3 separate regions of the Anser cygnoides genome follow, and regions 2 and 3 are each linked to region 1. The links are chromatin contacts, called in public Hi-C maps. All regions are on one chromosome and are shown on one strand. The core of a region is the stretch at or near the end of the contact, and the rest is flanking DNA. Distances in the headings are between cores, read along the strand shown.

Region 1 (3,664 bases), core at 262-2,761:
CTACAAGAGCGCTCTAACCCTTGGGGGCTTAATAGATCAGACTCTTCCTCCTCTTCCAAGGAAAGGAGAGGTATCTCCCCATTTTCTGAAGGAAAGAGGTGAGTGTCAAGGCTGTCAATACGCCATAGAGGGCAGCACTTTCCTCTCTGGTTGGTGAGGTTTATACGCCATGGGCAGCAACACGGTGCAAGGTTCACAGAAGACTAAGCAGTATTTTGTTCTGGCCAGAGCTAGACCACGTCGGCTTTTGTGAATTCCAGCCTGAACACACCACTTGTCCCAGGCATTCCTGGGGTACCTCTCACCTGAGGTGATGCTTCTGCCTCAGCGTCAGGCACCCCTGCACTCAGTTGTTCAGTATCTCTGTCTTGTTGTGGGACGCCACTGGGAGCTATTGGCAACACCAATGAAAGCTATGAAAAGAATTACATTTGCGTCTCCAAATGTAAAATCTTTGATGCTTCTGTCTTTTCACACGTTGTATGCTGATATCACAAGACATACTAACCAGTTCTTACATGACCACCTAGAGCACAGCACTGTCTCCTCCAACACCAGAGACTCCTGAGACCTTATTATGCTAGTAGAACTCCTTTTAAGAAATGGAAACAAACATGCCATATACTTTTTGTATATAAACAGTTACACACATAGGTGTTTATTATGTAAGTGACATGATAAAAGCTGAAAGTGGTAGAACACGCTCAGGTAAACAAACGCACGCATACAGTAGCTTTCAGGCCCTCTCCTTAGCAGCAGTGCTATGGGTACAAGGGGAACTTGACACTGCTTGGCTTTTGTTTTGGCTTTAATTCCTGGAATCTGACCAGCACTTAAGAAAGATTGTGTTGGTTCTTCCGGTTACTTCCTTGTTCTGGAATTCACTTCCTGCCTTCGTGCCCTAGGATTTCCTCCAACTTTATCAAACCTAGCCTGGGGTTACTTAACGTTGGGATTAGCTGGTGAATTACCTCGCCAAATGACCAGGTTCACTTTCAAGCAGGGAATATTAATTCATGGCTAATGATAACACCTTGTGAACATTTCAAACTAGCTAGCCCATGCCAAAGGTCCTTTTTTCCTTCCTGAGCATTCAAAACTAACAATGAGGGATGCTAAAATAGTGGAAAAATTATTAAAAGCAGTGACTGTTTTCTTCTAACTTGCTTTATTGGTGGCGTTAAGTTACATTATGATACTCGAGGCGTTTTCAAATACTCCTGCGATGTTCTGCCGCTACTTTACGGTTGTGTCTCTGCACAAAACCAACAGTTTCTGAACGACCGCTTCCAGGCTGTGCCCGGCTCAGGCTCTCACAGAACGCCCTGAGGCGGGCGGTAACGGCGGGCGGCTCCCTCAGGCGGGGCGCGAGGCGCGACCCCGCACGGCGCCTCCGGGCCGCCCCCAGCGGCGGGAAGCGCCGCCCGCCCGCTCCCGCCCGCTCCCGCCCCGGCGCCGCGCCCGCCGTCGTCCCTTGCGCGGCCGATCCGGGCCCTGCGCCTGACGCCGCGGCCGCGCCCAATCGGCGGCGGCGCCGGGCCCGGGCCCTCCCCCCGGCGGCTCCCCACAGGGCCGGGCCGGGCCGGGAGCGGCGGCGGCCGCCGGAGCTGAGTCAGCGCCGTGCCGCCGCCGCAAGATGAACATCATGGACTTCAACGTGAAGAAGCTGGCGGCCGACGCGGGCACCTTCCTGAGCCGCGCCGTGCAGGTAGGGCCGCCCCGCGGGGTGGGGTGGGGCGGAGGGGGCACCGCCGTGACTGGGCTCCGTGAGGCCGCCGCGGGGCGTTGGCCCGGCCCGGGGGAGGCGGGGGCAGCCCGGTGCTCCTGCGGCTCCGCCCGGGGAAGCGGGGCTCCGACGGGACGCGCCGAGGCTGCTGTCTGCCGGGGGTGGGCTGGTTCGGGGCTCGTTGGGCAGCCTATTGTTTCTGAATCGGTTTTCCCCTTTCTTCGCGCTGAGGGCACTGTAATTGGCTTTTGTTCCTTCGCCGTTGTCTTGAGCCGTAATCCTCTTCCTTTACATAATCAAACCTGACCAGATTTCCTGTGGGGAGGTGGAGGTCCGAGCAGAGCGTAGTAATTCGCTGTGGTTTCTTGTGATTTTTCCGTGGGTCACGGTCAGGTTTGGCACGGGATTAAAGCGGTTATCTGGTGTGATCAGGCTGATGTATTGGCCTAAATCTCCGTGTTCAAGCAGAACCAGCAATCAGCAGCAGAGCTCTGAAAATACAACCTCATCAGAAAACATTGTTGCTCCGATTGCAATGAACTCCAAGTAGTAGTTGTGGCTTTCCTTTGTGATGGAGGTCTTTCCATGCCCCCCCTTCCCCGGCTTCTGTCAGGGCTGCGTGCTTCCCAGCCTGTCTTCCTTTCCAGCCTCCGCCCCTTCAGCTTTTCTTGCTGGCCAAGGGAAAAAGGGACGTGAAGTTCACCCCTCATTGTAAGAGCCTGTGGCGGGACCTTGCGATTTTTGTCACCTTCTCCTCAGATGAGAAGCGTAATGAAGCCCCTGAGGGGGAGGAGCGAATCCTTCACACATTATTGCAGTCCGAGTGGCTAATGCTGTGTGTGCTACTGCTGCTCCTCCTGTTTTGTTTCTTTATTTGTGTTACTGGCTATGGGAGGCCTACAGATGAGACTGAGAGGCAATCTGTTTGTGGATTCGTTTTTTTATGTTTGGGCATCATTGGATAATGTGGTGTAATCTGACAGTAGTTCCTTTGATATTAGAAACAAACAAATGAAACAGTTCAGCGGCATAAAATGATGTGTAAGAAAGCCACTTAACTTCCATTTCAACTTACTTCAGCCATCTTACAAGACAGTGAACACCTTGTTAGAGGTTTCACAGGCTTTTCTGTTCCAAGGGGATTGGGACTCTTACTAACAAGCACCTGATGCTCATGTTCCAGAGATTATTCCATATTCAGACTGCTATATTCATTTCTACATTCATAATCTATGGCAAAGTTGAGCCTACCAGCTGTCTGCATCCCAAAACTGTCCTTTCTTCTGTCAAGTAGAAAATGCTTTGAATGACTTGTTCTCAGTGAATCTTGCAGCAGTTCCAATTTGTGGAGCAAAGCAGAAAACAAGCGTAGTATTAGAGGTAAAATAAATAATGCCACAGAGTGTAGTAGTAGGAATGTGTCCTTCCTCTTGCCAGGCCCTGTAATTGACAAGCTGCATGTATAGCAGATGGGAATGAGCTGGGCTTTTCCTCTTTAGTAGTAGGAACACTTCTATTGTCCGTGACTTCTACCTGAAGTTAGAGGCTGTCTTGATGTAACTTCTCCTTCTAGAAATTTTGCAGTGCAAACTCAAAATGTCGATGGGGCCACAGTAACCCAGTTGTTTGCAGAACAGTACACTTTCCTTCTGTGTAAGCTGGTCACGTTCAGGCAACCTGTGTGCATATTTGGAATTTATTAGCGATAGCTTGGTAGGTGTCTTGCTGATGTGACTTGTTACAGAAGGCTGTTCTGGAATCCATACCGTCAAACTACTATTTTCTATATGCTCTGTATTGCTTTTTTTTTTTTTTCCTTTAAGTGGGTACAGGAAGTCTAACATGGAGTACGCAGCCCTTACACTGCAAAGTAGAGTTCTGGAAATATTGAGTGAAAAGGCCATTTTGTAAACAAATACGATTCTTTGTAATTAGTCA
Region 2 (3,685 bases), core at 403-2,902, 380 kb before region 1:
TCTTACCTGGCCCAGAGCTGATCCCTGCCGAGCCGGGCGTTAACGTCACAGTCCCCAGAACGGCTCCGGAAGGTTTCAGGCTGCGCGGAGCTCCCAGCGAGGCGGCTGTGGCACGGCCGAGGCGGAGGCCGGTGCCCCCCGGCCCCTGAGTCCGTCCTCGCCCGTTAAACCAAACGCCCTCTGGCTCCTTCTCTCCAAGGCGAACGAACGCTGCTGTAGGCTTCGCTGGCTCTCTACAACGCTTTGATAAAAATAGCTATCGTGCATTCTGGACCTAGGGTATTTATTAATAACCTTGCTCAGCGAGAGGTGCAGTTCAAAGCCACGTGACGTCTGGAGAGCTGGGCTTCTGGATTCCTCAGCCATGTAGGCCAGCATGAGGCAAACTAAAAGGAATTAACTTAAGCAATCAGGGAGGAGGGCATGTGGTTAGAGAATACCAGAATAGAATAGATTTTAGCAGATTTACTGCCAAAAAAAAAGAAAAAAAGAATTAATGGTCCAGGCAGCTGGAAGAAGACTACTCTCAGTATGAAATTTATTTCAGGAGGTTAGCATCAGTTCAATATTGAGAAGCGAGCCTCAATGAGGAGTGAGTTACAACTTTTTTTTAGAGGGAGGTGAGAAGATTTTGGACACCACATTGGTTTATATGATTATGTATATATGTCGTGTTGATATAGAATAAATTTCTGAGTCAAAGAAGTTTGCCATTTAGAAAAAAAATCAAGTAAATTAGTACCAACTCTCTCCTGTAGACATGCGTACACAAAGATGCGTATAAATGATGCAGTTTACTATATTAAGTAATTGCGCCAAGCTACCACAGTAGAGGTAGCACCAATTTAAATACCGTATTATAAAAATCTTACTTTTAACTCCTGTAAATTAGTACAAAGGCTATACTTACATCAGCCGTAAACAAAATATTTCCTCATCCTTGCTTCTCCAGCAGGAGGCTCTATTAGATTATAGTCTGTTTAAAGTCCTATTACTAGCCAAACTGTACGGTGTGGAATTGATGTAATTCTTTCGCTCCAGTACTGTTATTTTATGTTGGGTTTCCTAAATAAAGAGTTGAAGCAACAATACTGAAGCCCTGAACAATTAAAACTTTGACTGCCACACGGTGGCACTGAAGGCCTACGAGCACTTACCCTAGGCCCCGTGGAGGTGGGTGTAGCTGCGCGTCTCCTAATATCATTACTCCTGGTATCAGTCTAGTCATATTAGAGCACAAGAGTACAAGCAGAGATTAACCCCACCTGCATCATCTACAGCATGCAGCCAGTGGTATTTAGATATAAAACACGCAGCCATCTGTCATATTACCACAAAGCAACGCCTGAAACGCTGTCAACTCTCTTGACATCTTGCAGGAGGAAAAGATATAAGAGCTACATAAAGAATTAAAACAATGATCATGCCACTATACCTTAGTCGTTTCATTTGTTGTAACTTGCAGTAAATACACACACTACAGAAAAATACTGTACTACAATAACATCTATTTAGTTATCTTGGAGAATAACATCAATCGCAATCATTGCATCTAGCACACTTAGCCAGTACCTCCTCTATCTACGTTATTCTTAAAGGTAAGTCTGAAATCATGATTTGTTTTTAAAGAGTCACGATTTCTTCTAACAGGCTTAAAGGTTTAGTACTTGTGTCTATTACTGGCTTTATTTCTAGGTATGTAGCAAGCTTCCAAATAAAAAGATGGCATGGAACAGTATGAAATTAAATGCATGTGCTTGCTGTTTCAAAATAAGAGGCAAAAACTACATAGTTCACAGTACAATTGACACTTTATTCCATTGTGATGGGGATATATAGTAATGAAACTGCAAGGATCACAAAAAGAAAGAAAAAAATCAAAGTGCAAACCTCTATTAGAATAGATTATGGAATGTACTGATGTTTTTGGCACAAAAAGTGGGAAACTATATACTGCAACAAGATTTTCAGTTTGATGAAATGTAACACTTCTGTGTTCAGTAGTCATATTTGTGCACTGCAGAACAATACAATGTAAAACAGTGACTAACACGATTCACATGCAACTCTAAACAAGTTACATCATACGTCCAGTTAAAACTTTTCTGAAAATACACGAGGTCCAATGATACTTTGTTCACAATCACTTAACAAATACCATTCTTTAAGCAGTCTTATCTTTTCAGCTTCCTTACTGATAAAAACAAAAATAGAGAATCTTAAATAGTAAATTATTTTCCCAAAATGATTCTACATGAATGCCAGTATTTTCTATCAAAGCAATTTGGCTCTGACTTCATTGATATAATGTTTAAGAAGATGAGTGAAATCAAAAGCTGATTTTTTTTCCATATTTCATCCCCAATTTGCTGTGATCAAACAGAAAAAGCAGATTCCTGTTCTGCATTTCACTGAATATTTATTTTTAAAACTGGACATGGTGCTGCCTATGACCTCTGTACCTATTACATGGAAAACACCCAAAAAGTCAGAGAACAGCTTCATACAGTGGCATCTATTTAAGACCAAAAAGGATTATATTAGCATGGAAATGACAAAAATGCAGAAATGGAAGAATTCAAGATTATCTTAGAAGTACAGTATGCATTCACATTTTCATTGCAGAGAGAGATACTGTGTTCACATTGTTAAAGAGAGAAACCCACATAACACAGATCTTTCTAAACTCACAGTAAAGATAATAACCGTGAAAGATCTTCAATGCACATTGCAGCTCCTTCATTTGATCTAAGCTTGGTCATAGAAAAAAAAATACTGATGAGTAATTCAAACCCCGTTGCTGAGCTATTAACCACAAGATCTTCTGCACTGACCTTCTCTGTCATACAGCCTGACAGTTGTTATCAAATGCTTTATGTGGGCAGTTCAGTGTCTCATCTCCTTTTTTGGTTTGGGATTTCATCTTATTATTTATATTAATCAAGGATGATGATTCACATCAGACATCTGAGAAATGTTCTAGTGACAAGATGCACAGGACGCCCGTTAGATGTATATGTGTTACAGCAGAAATGTCCTCGCAATTGAATTCTTTGTTTGGGCAGCAGAAAAAGTAGCAAGCAGCAAGAAGTAGCAGCATTTGGCATGACTCTAGTTCTTAGTACCATACTGTAAATGCAAAGTGAAATGCTTTTAACGTTGTTGCTTTTTAATGTGATAACAAAGCATAATGCTAAAAGCAGAGAGGTGATGGCAATCCCATTAACCAGTTTAGGTAACTTTTGGCATCGAAGATTTGATTTAGAGCATCTATATTAGGAGGCAATCACACCTGTGACAACCTATGTCAAATGGAAACAAAGCACATGTGATTTAGAGCACCCAAATTCTGCACCTGAAGTTAGGTTGAGTACAGTTTGAAATAACCACCTGAGGGAATTCAAATCCCTCAGCCACTCCTCCACTCTTTCTGTATGCCAAAATACAGCCTTGAAGGCAAGGAAACCTAAATGGCAATAGGTGAAAGACCAACAACCTCTCTGGGAAATGAGGTGTTGCTCAGCTCTGAGATCCACCCTCCCCTCTCCCTTCCTTGGGAAAGCTATTATCACCTATTCTGTTGCTTTCAGGGACACAAGGTATCAACAATGTCCACCACATTTTTCTCTTTTCTGGAGCAATCCTGAAGAGGAGTCATCTCCCTTGTCACTCTCTAGATGTACAG
Region 3 (3,955 bases), core at 990-3,489, 410 kb before region 1:
AGCGTGCAAGAACTGTGTTCCCACAAACAAAAATATCTGCCACTTCCTGCTTTTCCAGGGAAATACGGGCCCTCCTGCACGGGCTAAGCAAGCCAGCAATTCTCTAAACCAGAAAGCCTGCACTTATAGCACCCATAAAAAGTGCACGCGTGCCCAAGTACGCACCGATGGCACACCTGGAGCCGCGGGCTGCCCCCGGTGCTACGAGCAGCAGGCGCGCAGAGCGAGCTCAGCAGCATGCTCCACCGCGGCTGTTCTCGATGCGACCCTGGGCATCTCGGTAAGAAGCTACCTGCAGAAGCTCACCGCAGACGCGTTAATAACCCGGCAGCTTCGGCGCACTCACATAACCTGCCTGCTTGCAGAGGCACGCTGCATATCGCGCCTGCACACAGCTACCCTCTCGCAGTCTCCCAACCAGCCAGCGTGCTGCCAAGAGACATCGATTGCAAATGTTCGCTGAATCCCATCCAAATGATCCACTTGCATTTAAGTCTTCCAAGCGCAGCTCTTGCAACCAATAGCTGCGTTTGCAAGTATTGCTTTCCCTTTATTCAAGCTTGGCCCCGATCCTGAAAGCCCTTATGCCTGTTTATTTTAGTAACAAACCGTTTCGCGTGCAAGTATCTGCACAACCAGCGGTTCCACGGAACAGAGCGAGTTCTAAACATCGTGAGCTGTTATAGTAACGAGACAAATTCAAACAAATAGGAACCTTTCGGAGCTATGCAAGCGACGAACACGCTTTTTGCTCCAGAGCAAAGCTCCATTCGGAGGGACGCCGCCTGCCCTGTGCTAGTGCTCTGCTCCCAGGATGTAGGGCATCCCCAAAAGCTGGCCAGGCCTCCGCCAGGCAGACCCAGCACAAACAGAGAGCAAGACGACAGCTCCTCCCCAACAGGCCTTGATACAGCACTGAAAGTACATAAATAAGTAGGAGTTGGAGGTTCAGTTCACCTTCCACTCTTTCTACAGAAGATTAAATAAATCGCTAGTTAAAGCTCAAACATTACGGTAACACCACAGACGCTTTCAGAACCAGCGCCTCAACGTTTCAGCTCAGCTGAGGTCAGGATAAATATCCTGCCTATTACGCGCACACATGAAACATTTCAGCACGATGCTGGGCGCTGCTTTTCGGGCTGTAAGGCGCTGGGAGCGGCTCGTCCCAGCCTCCCCACGTACGGGTCAGGACGATCCGCAGCCCTCGGCTCGGAGCAACGGCCACGGCAACGCGCTCTCCTCCCCGAGGCTCTCGGTAAAACCATCGCACGTAGTTTTTATGTTTACGGATTTAAATGGCATTACGGATTTAAATGGCACAACAGCGAGGCTAAAGTTTGATCTGTTAGCTTTCAAATGCATTGTGTAATATAAAAAAAACGGAGACAACAAAAGCCAAGGAATGACAAACAGCCGCAAGCCAAAGAACAGCAAACGGTCATATGATAAGAAAGCGCGTGGGGACCCACACAGAACAGCGGTCTGCACTCAAGAACCAATTATTCCTAAGAAATTTTACTCCCGAGACGAAGAAGGACTGACGCGAAGATGCTGCCGCTGAGGGCTGGTTCAAGACCTAAACTTGGACGTGCCGAAGCGGACTGCCTCTGCTCTCACCAGAGCTGGAGGCTTCCCAAGGTCTGGACGCAAGGCAGACGCTTCCAGACCGCGGTAAATAACTCACTACTTCATCCACCTGGGTGCTGGCAGCTCCAGCTTAAACCCCCTCGGTTTTAGGGCTGTTTCTGTTCAGCTGTACCTCACAGGAGCCGCCACGGACCGGCGCACCTGAAGGCAGCTCTGGGGGCCGGGCGCGGGGCCGCCTTGCCCCGGCAGGGCGAGCCGGCGGCCGGAGCCTCCCCGGGCTCACCCGGCGGGCCGGCTGCTGCCAGCTCCGAGCCGCACGCGGTGCCCCCGCGGGGCGGCACAGAGGATCCGGGAGACCGAACCCCTCCTCTCGGCGGCTTCTCACTTACCCTGCGGGGCGCAGGTCCCGCCGTGCCGGTGCCCGCCGCCCGCCGCCCCGCGCTGGGACCTCCTGCCGCGGAGCTTGGAGAGGGTCCTGCGGAGCGGCTCGGCCATGCCTGCCCGCTCGCTGCCCGCCCTCAGCGCCCGCTGCCCGGCGGCGTGCGGCTGCCGGCGGCCCCCGGGAGGAGCGGCGGCGGCCCCCGGCCGCGCTGCCCCATGGCGGCGAGGCTCCGCGCCCCCGGCTGCCGCCGCTGCACATACTTGGCATAGCTGAGCGGGGTGAGAGGCCGCCCGCACTGCGCATGCCCCCGCCCCGCGCCCGCCCGCCCGCCCGCCCCGGGGCCGCTCCCCGCGGGGCGCTGGGGGCCGGGGCCCGCCTCAGCGCGCGGCCCCCTGAGGTGAGGGGGGGGGGCCCGGGCCGCCCCCGGCCCCGAGCTTCGCCGTGCGCGGCCGGCGGCTCGCCGCGTGTTTTGAATACCTCTTGTCCCTTGATGTTAAATGTTTTCCTCGCCCCAAAGAGACAAAGCTGTGGGCTTCAAACGCGCCGTGCTCGCTCCCCGGCAAGTCTTCAGGTGGTTGCCTGGGCCCTGGCCTCAGCCCCTCGGCACAGCAACACCGGTGAGGCAGCGGTAGCCTGCAGTAGCCTTCAGTATTCCAGCCAAATGCCACAGAGGAAAAAGACAAATGGCATTCGGACAGCAAAAATAACGTGCTGAGGCCGCTTCCCTGGGCAAAGCTTTGGTTTTGGTGTGTGCGTTGCTCACACATCTCCCATCAGTTCCATCAGTGAGCATGCATTCCCCACCAACCTTGGGAAAAGGTACGCTGCCGATTTGCTACCAAGATAAAATCCTGAGACGGCTTTTGTTAATTAACATCCACACAAGCTTACACCTCGTGCTCTTCATTGCATTACAGACAACTTCAGGAAATCTCTGGCAGCTTTCCATATGCTGTACCCTACAAACAACCAAATACCGGGCCACAGGAAATGCTCCCTAGGTTCTGGAGAAAACCACTGCAGCTCACGAGCATAGCATGCATTCACAGATTTTCTTGCTTACCAAGTTTTGAGAGTGATTTAATTACGTTTGAAAGTGAGTTTTTCTGAAGAACAAAATTAGATTCAAATTTTAAGTCTTAATATGTAAAACACTAACTGCAGTAGGCCAGTGAGACCTGTACACACACGATGTGGAGGAGCTCCAGAGGCCTCGGCCCACCTCGGTCACTCCCTCGACCCCAAATTTCCCCTCACATCTGGGCTGCCGCCCTCCCTGGCCGAGGCATGGCTCGGATACAAGGAAGGAGCTCCAGCCAAGCAGAACACCAGTGATTTCCTGGGTAAAACCCTGCACAGGCACCGCAGCACTGACCTTGCTGATGCTATCAGGGGGTCAGCTGTGCCACCAGCAGATGTGTGCCTAAAGCAAAGGGCAGGCATTTGATGACTGGAGGAGAACACTGAAAGGATTCAAAATATCTCCTAGGTGAACTGTGCTTTTCCTGAAAGAAAAAGTTAATGTAACCACTTCAAGCGGAGCAAACATACCATGTCCTAACCTCCCTCGACTGTGACCTTCATACCTGCAGACTCCCCACCTGCTCTAACAGCAAATCAGCTTCCTGCCTGCCTACCCGTGCGTTAGGCTGTCTAAATCAGCTCCCTAATGAGTAACAACTTGCTGTATGGCAGCTAGCTGTAAGTAACTGGAAGCAAGTTCCTCTTTAGATGCCATTTTTGGGAAGTTTTTGTCACTTGGATATTTTCCTTTAGCAATTAGAATAATATTAGAAAGTACATGCTAGCCAGAGTAAGGACCAAATCCCATAAAGAAGTGGACTACCCACGTTTGATTTGCAGTACTGCATTCTCCCATGAGTATTACCTATGGAAACAAAAGAAAATTCAACATCATTGTGTTTTCTGTGCTGCTTCACACAGAGTTTTCCTCGTGTTCTCTATGGTCTTAAATGTTAGTTT

The links. Hi-C and Micro-C count contacts between places; a contact is called where the count stands out from the background.
Region 2: a contact with region 1 is called in a Hi-C map of liver, with 3 times the contacts expected there. The contact joins the promoter of BCL10 here to the promoter of SH3GLB1 in region 1. A contact is called at or near these places in 3 of 7 Hi-C or Micro-C datasets (granulosa cells and liver).
Region 3: a Hi-C map of liver shows a contact between it and region 1, with 2.6 times the contacts expected there. The contact joins the promoter of SYDE2 here to the promoter of SH3GLB1 in region 1. A contact is called at or near these places in 2 of 7 Hi-C or Micro-C datasets (both in liver).

The regions. Positions count from the first base shown.
Region 1 is chr8:18,241,165-18,244,828 of Taihu_goose_T2T_genome, reverse strand. It overlaps SH3GLB1 (SH3 domain containing GRB2 like, endophilin B1), which reads left to right and starts at 1,511. Exons shown (of 11, transcript XM_048058911.2): 1 at 1,511-1,708. The coding sequence starts at 1,637.
Region 2 is chr8:18,621,591-18,625,275 of Taihu_goose_T2T_genome, reverse strand. BCL10 (BCL10 immune signaling adaptor) reads right to left here and starts at 1,652. Exons shown (of 3, transcript XM_013178014.3): 1 at 7-1,652. It overlaps DDAH1 (dimethylarginine dimethylaminohydrolase 1), which reads right to left. Exons shown (of 6, transcript XM_048059284.2): 6 at 1,793-3,685.
Region 3 is chr8:18,654,252-18,658,206 of Taihu_goose_T2T_genome, reverse strand. SYDE2 (synapse defective Rho GTPase homolog 2) reads right to left here and starts at 2,239. Exons shown (of 7, transcript XM_048059016.2): 1 at 1,980-2,239. The coding sequence starts at 2,085. C8H1orf52 (chromosome 8 C1orf52 homolog) reads right to left here. Exons shown (of 5, transcript XM_067001239.1): 5 at 2,368-3,955.